Regions from separate parts of the Acanthopagrus latus genome. Here region 2 is linked to region 1. The links are chromatin contacts, called in public Hi-C maps. All regions are on one chromosome and are shown on one strand. The core of a region is the stretch at or near the end of the contact, and the rest is flanking DNA. Distances in the headings are between cores, read along the strand shown. Region 1 holds the start of glo1 (lactoylglutathione lyase). Region 2 holds the start of pdpr (pyruvate dehydrogenase phosphatase regulatory subunit, mitochondrial).

Region 1 (3,917 bases), core at 863-3,362:
ACGCAGTTACTAAAGACCTGCCCTGCCAGAGCACGAGGATGAACATCGCAGTGAAAAAGGGCTTCAGTACATTTTCTCATCTATTTCTTGTTGTCTGATCTGTTGTGGGTGTCTAGGTTAATATGGGTGTGGAGGTGACTGCACTGTGGGAATAGGAATATATTTTTTTTTTCTAACATACGTTAACATTGTTATAATGCATCTGAAGAAAGTTGAGGTGAAAGAAATAATTTTCTTCTTCTGTTACTTTTATATTCTGTTGAAATGAAAATGTTTGTAGTGCTGCTTACTTTGTGAAGGCCATGTCAAAGAACACTCACTCTCCAGCTGTGTGTTGTGTTAGGATGTGAAATGCCACCAGAAACCAGGCAAGTATTAAATCTTTGCCATGTCTGGTAGGTGATGAGTCATCTTTCGGAGTCCTTTCAAAACATGGAAAGTAAAATGGTAAAAGCAGCTGGTTCTAACATGGAAACCACTTCTGAATTAAAACATTTATTTACCCCATGCTTAACACTTTGAAGAAGGAAAAAAAATCTGATTTACATATTTTTAAGTTTCTGTCAGTTATGAATTTAGTTGGTTTGGGCCTTTTTGAAATCAGGAAAGCCTCCAAAAAAGCAAATATCAATGAAAGTATAGAGGATGAAGTACTCCTTGCCCGCTGGAAGTCCCATCTCTGGCAGCCAAACTGTCTCAGGAACTCTGCAGGTCCTCAGGCTTGTAGTTGGTATGTTATTATCAGCCCTCCTCTCTCTGTATTATTAGTGGCTAGTGGTTCACAGCTTAGTACGAATTCCTGGGAGCCGACTGTTGATGGCTTTGATGAGCTGTGTACACTTAATAGCCTGTAATATGGCCTTCTGTCACTTCTCTCCCATTAAAGAACTCTCCAACTTGTCTAAAATAAAGTCATTTCCATGGCCAACTGTCCCGTGTTGTTTCTGTACCCTTAAACACATAGAACTGAAACGCATTTACCAAACAACACAACCAAGTGTCATACTGAACACTCTGATATGACTTAATACAGTGTCACTGTATAGGTGTAACAAAAAACCCAGTAACTGTGGTGCATTAGGCCAAATTCCTTGGTTACATAATATTGAACAAAGTATTTCCAAAAAAAGGAAAAAAAGGGGCTGCCTGTCTTTATTTTCAAAATAAAACTTTGGGTGTGCGGCTGATTAACTTGCGTTCCAGTTTAAGTGCAGTGCACAAAAATCTTTTCCCAACATGTCCTCGTATGCAGTCGCTTCTAAAAGCAGAGTTTGTTCACAAGATTCTTTGAGGTGGATACATGTGAAAATTACAGCCTGAAAACAGGAAGAGGCTGATAAAATGATGGTGGTCCTCTGCATTAAGTCTTACTTCATTATATAGTGAGGTAGAAGTAGAGGGGTTTGAGGATGGATGAAAGATGTTGAATCTTTAAATTATGCCCGACCATTGGTGTCAGGATAATTTACCAATCAGGCTTAGATTTTTAGATTTTAACCCACTGTGTACCATTCACAGCAGAGCCAGTTCTAGACCAATTTTAATAAGGGGGCTAGGTTGGGGCCGGCTTTATTGATAGAGGGCCACACACAACCTGGGAAAAAAAGAGTAATCTTTCATACAGACAAGGGATGAATGGGGCTTAAAACACTTTATTTACACCTTTTCCTTCAGTGCAAAATCATTGCAAGAAATCTGTCATTGTATTATTGATGCAGACTCCCTGTCGGGAGGGGCCACCGGCACCAATTCACAACATATCACAGTACATCCTAAATGATGCTGGATGTTAGTGCTAGTCTTATGAAGGTGTTTTGCTCAGTCACCATAGAAAATTAAGCGTTCTCATAGTGGTAGGCTGATTAAATATATTTCTGTTTATATTACTGTTTGCTGTTATGATCATCTGTAGTGGATTTATTCATGGCTGTCTATTCTTGCTGTTGATATATTTCTCCAAGTGGATCATTAAAGCTTAATGAAGTGTAATCCTGTAATTAATAACCAGTTTTTTTTTTGTTGTTTTACATGCAACATCAATCTTAATAGTAAAGTGGCCACCAGTGTTGTCTTGTAATCCTTGCACGCGATGCGCCTTTACTTTGAAAATCCCAGTACCGGAAGTGTCTCCATGTAAGACTCCCTCAGTTTGGGTCCCACTCCCTGTCAGTCCACCCGGCCGAGTCGCGGTCCTGCTGTACGCTGTCTGTAAGCTAAAATGAGCGACAAGGGTCTGTCAGACGAGGCGGCCGCGGCAGCTTGTAAAGATGGATGTCCGAGTACGAAGGTAAGGCTGTTGAACTTGAGCTAAACTGTTAGCATACACTGTTAAACCCGACGGGCCACCGTCCCCCAGGCAGGTTCACAAGCTATGCGTCCATTATCGAGACACGCAGGTACATTAGTTCATTAGGTTTAACATGCTAATCACCAGACACTTTATACGTGAGATAATTATGTCACCACACCCGCCACATAATTATCTCACGTATCAAGTGTATGTTGTTTTTTTGCTAGCGGTTGGTGTAAGCTAGCAAACTCTCAGTCCAACTTTGTGGCGTGGAAATAAACTCAGTCCAAAGTTGGTGCGGTGAACGCCTACGTAGAGGAAGTAACGTAAGAAGTGTAGGTAAGTTAGCGTCAGGTATGTTAGGCGCGGTCACACCTGAGATACACGCCGCTGCGAGACTGGAAGAGGCTAATGTGGGCAGTGGTGCAAGCATAAGCTGCTGGAGCTAACATGTCCAGCAGGCTAACACAAGCACAGACCGACACAACATTCCCTCTGTGCTACTGCTGTGTGTAAATATATGCATGCATTTCTGAGTAATACATTGTTATGTAATAGTGGATGTATAGACATCTCTCACACCTGTCTTGCAGCATGATTTCTGCTGTTTGTCTGCACAAAGTTTTCCACGTTCTCACAGATACTGACTAAAGGCCTGTTTAGCTTTTGAGGCTCTGCCAAAAGTCATGAATGTGCTTACAAAATGGGTTATGCTGCATCAGAGTGAATGTCTGTGGATGTGTGATATATATGTTGGTCTATCAAAATCCTTTATAGACACTATATTGTTCAATAATGCAGAAAAAAGGATGTGTGGGGTCTTTTTAATTGTTGAATTCCAAGTAAAATCAACTGTTTCAATGCACTGATGTCGTTTTGGACGCTAAATTTTCTTGTTAAACCGAACAATATTCTACCTTGTTATCTAGTGTTTGATAACCATATCATGGTTATGAAGGATTGTTGCAAAAAATGTGCTGTGTGTTTATTTAATTAGGCTCAGGCCCCTTTAATCCAGTATTAGTCAGGCTCAGTTTTTTGTTCAGTTAAAACCTGGCATGGTTGGAGGAAGGGCACAGGAAAGGGGAACCAGCAGTCGCCACAGAGATAACTCCCAGTTGTGAAACACACACACACACACACACACACACAGACAGACACACACCCGGCAGTAGTTCTGTAGTGGTTCTACAGAATATCAGGGGACTGTTCCACCAAATCTGCAACATGCAAGCTACATATATAAATGACACTTCTGCTCCTCTACATCTCAAAAGCAAATACTGCACTCTTTAGTCTTTTCAAACTTGTAAGTGTGTTTAGTTGGTCTTGAATGCAGAACTTTATCTTGTAGTGGAGACTTTTCAGTGGTATTAGTACGTTTTGCTTGAATACAGGATCTGAATACTTTGACTGCACTACTGTTTGCTCTCTGTGTGTTCATAGTGCTCACAAATTGGCCGTAGCTGTAGCGGTAGTACATTTAGGACATCATCAGACTTTTGTGTTGGTGTGACATGTTGAACTTATATCTAACTCATGTAAACGGGCTGATGTGTTTTTTGTATAATAGCATTGCCTGATGCTTATCTCACATGGATGTGGTGATCATTGAGTTACATGCTCT
Region 2 (4,568 bases), core at 814-3,313, 140 kb before region 1:
TCAGAGTCAATGTATATTTTATAAATATCAAAGTAAGGTTTCCAGGTCTTACTTCAGTCGGGATGCCAGCCGCTTCAGAGAGATGAAGCGATCCTGATTTTGGGCCAGACACAAAGACCCCGTCTTTACATACCCTGAAACACATTCGCAAACCACATATTATGTGACTCAGCAGATCTCAAACTGCTCAAAGCTAAAATACAGAGTAAAGCCATAACAACACTCTAGGGGAGTTATCATTCTAGATTTGTAAAAAGACAAAACATATGGGAGGTATTCAGCGAGGCAAATCTCGTGATACCTTGACTAGCAGTGCATGTCGTGCAAATGATTAAGCTGCCTTACTGTATGATTTACAGCACTAAAATTGTTATGACCATGACGCAATGGTTTGCTTTACTGCCTGAATATCCCCTGGGGAGATAAAATTAGAAATGGTAATAGAATAGATCATTAATCTGCATCTGGAAAAATTTCTTTGAAAGTTTCTCAGCAGTAAGGATACAAGTAGTAGTCATATCGAAAAAACAGTCGTCTTCATGAATAGCATCAGAATAAGTGAAATACAAATGAAAGCAAAATATGTTCCAGTGGCTGACCTGTTTTGACCCCAGTCTGTTCCTCCAGCTGCTGGTAAAGGCTATTGGAGTAGTTTGCCATTTGACACTCAATGGAAATAGGCTTGGCCACACTGACAATGCCAGCACATAGTCTGGTTGTTCCTGCACCAAGTCTGCCAACAAGATAACGGGGCAAGCAATACAGCATTAGCAAAGCAATATCCAATCAACATCTCTTTTTTCACTGAGCCTCCTCTGACTCCAAATGTAGAAACGGCCTTTATTTGTCCAAAAAACAGGGAAGTCACAAGTCAGGGTTGGTGGCTGAGCAGACACTGCTGTGCTTGAGAGGATTCACAACATGTCAGTCATTCCTGGTAAATGAATTAAACACATAATCTCACCTGCCCTGCTCCAGCAGCACTATATCAGTCCAGCCCATTTTGGCCAGGTGGTAGGCGACTGATGTCCCCACAACACCCCCTCCACATATCACCACACGGGCCTGGCTGGGCAGTGGGAGCAGCTGGGAGTCTCCACTGACAGCCATACAGTGGGGGGTGGTCCAGAGGCTCCTGCCAGCTAATCTGTAGCCCGTCTGGGGGTGCAGCAGCCGGGGGAGCAGGACAGGGGACAGAGCCCTGGAGCTCCGCACACAGCTGCACATAGCTGTGCTTCCTGCAGCCATAAACACACAAACAGATGCACAACCTCACCTACGGGTCATGTATGTATTCAAGAATTCAAGGTTACTACAGGATAGGTAAAATGTCAACACCAACACATCTAATTTCTATAAGATTTCAAGATGACAAAGTGCTGTCCTTTCTTCGGCTTTAGTTTAATTGGGTCTACGAATGCAATTCAGCAAGTTTCTGTAAAGTCGTTATGCACAATATTCAACACTTTGCAACGAAGACGGGGCCTAGTAAGCCAGCAAGGTTATCTCACAAAAGTCCTTCGGCGGTCAATTATATTATATATAACCTGGCGTTCCATACTTGTTAGCTCTTAAGCATCGCCGCAGTTAACAGTTAACGCTGGACCTTTAGCAACATAGCTAGCTTTAACGTTGGGTTATAATGCGTTAGTACCTTTGTAAACCACCCTCAAACTTTATCTTTGGGGTCAACAGCTTGAACAGAACTGTACTTTTCCAAAGTTCCGCAAAGGTTTGGTGACATTTCGTGTCTTTCGAGTTTCTCAAGTTAAAGGTGCCGTTGGTGGTAGAAGCAGCTAGCCTGCGTAGCTTAAGCTATCAGTAAGCTAGCTACTGTAAATGTTTTCTGACTTCTGCCGGGAAACCGCCTTCGCAAACTTTTCCTCCGTGGTTCTTCTTTCATTGTTTACAGCGACGTGCAACTCACCGAATCAACCGAGTCCAGGCGTCGTGGTATTTAAAGGACAGAAGTGAATACCAGTGACTGAGTGATATGACAGAAAGTCTTGTTTGGCTACAGCAGTCAGTACCAATGTCAAACTAACGTCAATCACAACAGGCACTTCCGGTCCAAACCTTCAAAGTAAGGTCCTTTTGACTGTAATGTAGGATAGTAGAATGTAGGATCACCTCACAGTCAATTAACGTGTGGTGAATACATTCACTGATCTAGTTTGAATTAGAAACACTTCTCACTTCACTAGCCTGATTTGAATTCATACGTTAATGTCATACATTTAAAGAGGTTTAAACTAATACATGATGCACTCATGATGACTCTATGTCCTAAAGTTGTAGGCCTTTTTGAGATTAAGTGGGCCTATTTTCTGTTTGCATCATATTCTATGTGCCACTATACAATTCTCTCATTCATCTTTTAAAGCCAGTTTACCAAATTTTGAACAAAACTTTATTTTGACATATCTATGGAAAATTGGGACCTCCTCAATTATTTGACTGATCTCTTCAGGTGATTATACAGTTACAGAGACTCTTGGGGTTAACCTTGTCCTCTAGTTGCTGATGTTAATGTAAGTCTAGTTGATATATATAGTTTACTGGTATTTTATTGTAAGAAATGTACCAATGGAAAACTTCTTATAATTAGTGGAGCCCAACAGGCCAAAAGGTATTCTCGCCAAACCACTCTCAGAACTAAGGCTAGAGTCCAGGTGATGACGAGAGTTTCTCAATTTTTCAAACACTTGTTGACAAGTATCTAAACTGGGAGGATAATAATATGGAAGGAAGAAGAAATACACTTTAAAAATATATTTACAAAAATGTTTTGAACTAGGCTTGGTCCTTATTAAGAGACGATTAAGAGCAAATATAACATTTACACAAAAAAACAGTATTTTTAATAGATCTTCAATTATTCTCTTGCAGTTTGCCTGAGAGGTATTTCCTTCAAGTTAAGTGGACAAACTGAGCTTCATCAGTAACCATATATCAAAGAATGCTACCAAAGAAGAATTGACATGCTTCAAAACAACAATATGTAGTAGTGGTGACATTAGGTTGGGAATGTGGAGATAGATCAGTGGGTTTATTAGTGTTTTTTCAGTCAGGCATGTGTAGGACTGACCACTGAGGGGCAGCAGAGGACAGCTGGTACTGGTGTGTGTGTGTGTGTGTGTGTGTGTGTGTGTGTGTGTGTGTGTGTGTGTGTGTGTGTGTGTGTGTGTGTGTGTGTGTGTGTGTGTGTGTGTGTGTTGTTTGTGCAGAGATTATTTTGAGTGTTTCAGTGATTTTTTTTTTTTTTTTGTCAAGATGTCAAGTTGCCTGTTGTCTGAGGTAAAGACACATCATGGCAGATTCCACTTGACATCATATTTGTAACAGGTTCTCAGTTGTTAATAATATACATTTTAGTAGCCTTACCATTTTGCCATGTTTGTGCCATATTTGAAGAAATTCCCTCAGGATGTGCTTGAGATATCACGTTCAGAAAGACTGGATGGACAGAAGGCAAGCCACGGTAATCGCCAGTACAGAAGCATAATAATGATAATGTTTCACATAAAATTATTATAAAGGTTTAAACAGTTGCCACTAATTGTTTTTATTCATTTGTCATTTAGAGGTAATTTGTGAAAGCAATTTAAGTCGATTATGAGACCAAGTTTTTGGTGTCATCAGGTTGAAAAAATGGGTTGTTTTAGGTATTCATTAGGTAAACCGCTCCAATGGACCTCTGACCTCTGACCTGCTGGATCAGTCCAGTTCATGATCCCTAAATATATCATAAAGATCATATAAAATATCTAACAGTGACAAACAAAAAGAAAAGATTAATGTAACCCACTCCCATTACTAAGAACAAAAACACCTCAAGACACAGAATCAGTTGCTGCATGACAGGCCACGAAGGAAATAGTAAACTATTTTTATTGACATGTTTAAATCAGCTATTTACAAGTTCTCATAGTAGGCAACAAAAACATTTTAACACTGTTACACTTTGAAGAAAAGAAACTGCAAATATGTGTTGTGTATGTTGTGTTTTTACATAAGTAAGCACAACAGCCAGTCAGAGACGATGCTCACTTGTACATCACATCAGTTTGTCAGACAGATCAGTAATGCATGAGTTTTGAGTGCTGCGTAGTGTTTCACACACCATTGCCCCAGATTAAATGAGAGACCTTTATATTAAACCTGCGTTAGTAGCCCTGTCTCAGGTGTGTTTTTGCACAGTGATGAATTAATGACGTTAAGCTGTGTTGCTTAATTTATTTACCACAAATCACATACAGAAAACTTTGTATAACTGCCCTAACCATAATGCCAAAACATGAAAAACACCAGTTTTGTCTTTTTAAATAGACTGAGTTACACATTTTGCCACAAGATGGTAGTATAATGAAGAAAATGATTGGTCCTCTAGATGGGAAATCAGAGGTTCCAAAGGCCTCCATGTAAATTTTATAGATGACCCAGCACAGAAATCAATTGGTCAAATATACTGTATAACACAGGGGATAAGAAAGGCATAATTATGCATTTGTTAACCTTGCAAATTACATTAAACACTCAATTATATGCTATTTTTTCACTGTGGAAAT

What was found. A called contact is a pair of places that touch in the nucleus more often than the background predicts.
Region 2: a contact with region 1 is called in a Hi-C map of muscle, with 2.9 times the contacts expected there. The contact joins the promoter of pdpr here to the promoter of glo1 in region 1. A contact is called at or near these places in 2 of 4 Hi-C or Micro-C datasets (both in muscle).

Annotation. Positions count from the first base shown.
Region 1 is chr4:2,475,269-2,479,185 of fAcaLat1.1, reverse strand. glo1 (lactoylglutathione lyase) reads left to right here and starts at 2,112. Exons shown (of 6, transcript XM_037096726.1): 1 at 2,112-2,287. The coding sequence starts at 2,219. eprs1 (bifunctional glutamate/proline--tRNA ligase) reads left to right here. Exons shown (of 35, transcript XM_037094983.1): 35 at 1-928. The coding sequence ends at 13.
Region 2 is chr4:2,618,173-2,622,740 of fAcaLat1.1, reverse strand. It overlaps pdpr (pyruvate dehydrogenase phosphatase regulatory subunit, mitochondrial), which reads right to left and starts at 2,063. Exons shown (of 18, transcript XM_037094935.1): 1 at 1,928-2,063; 2 at 965-1,238; 3 at 600-733; 4 at 53-134. The coding sequence starts at 1,227. pnoca (prepronociceptin) reads right to left here. Exons shown (of 3, transcript XM_037095676.1): 3 at 3,874-4,568.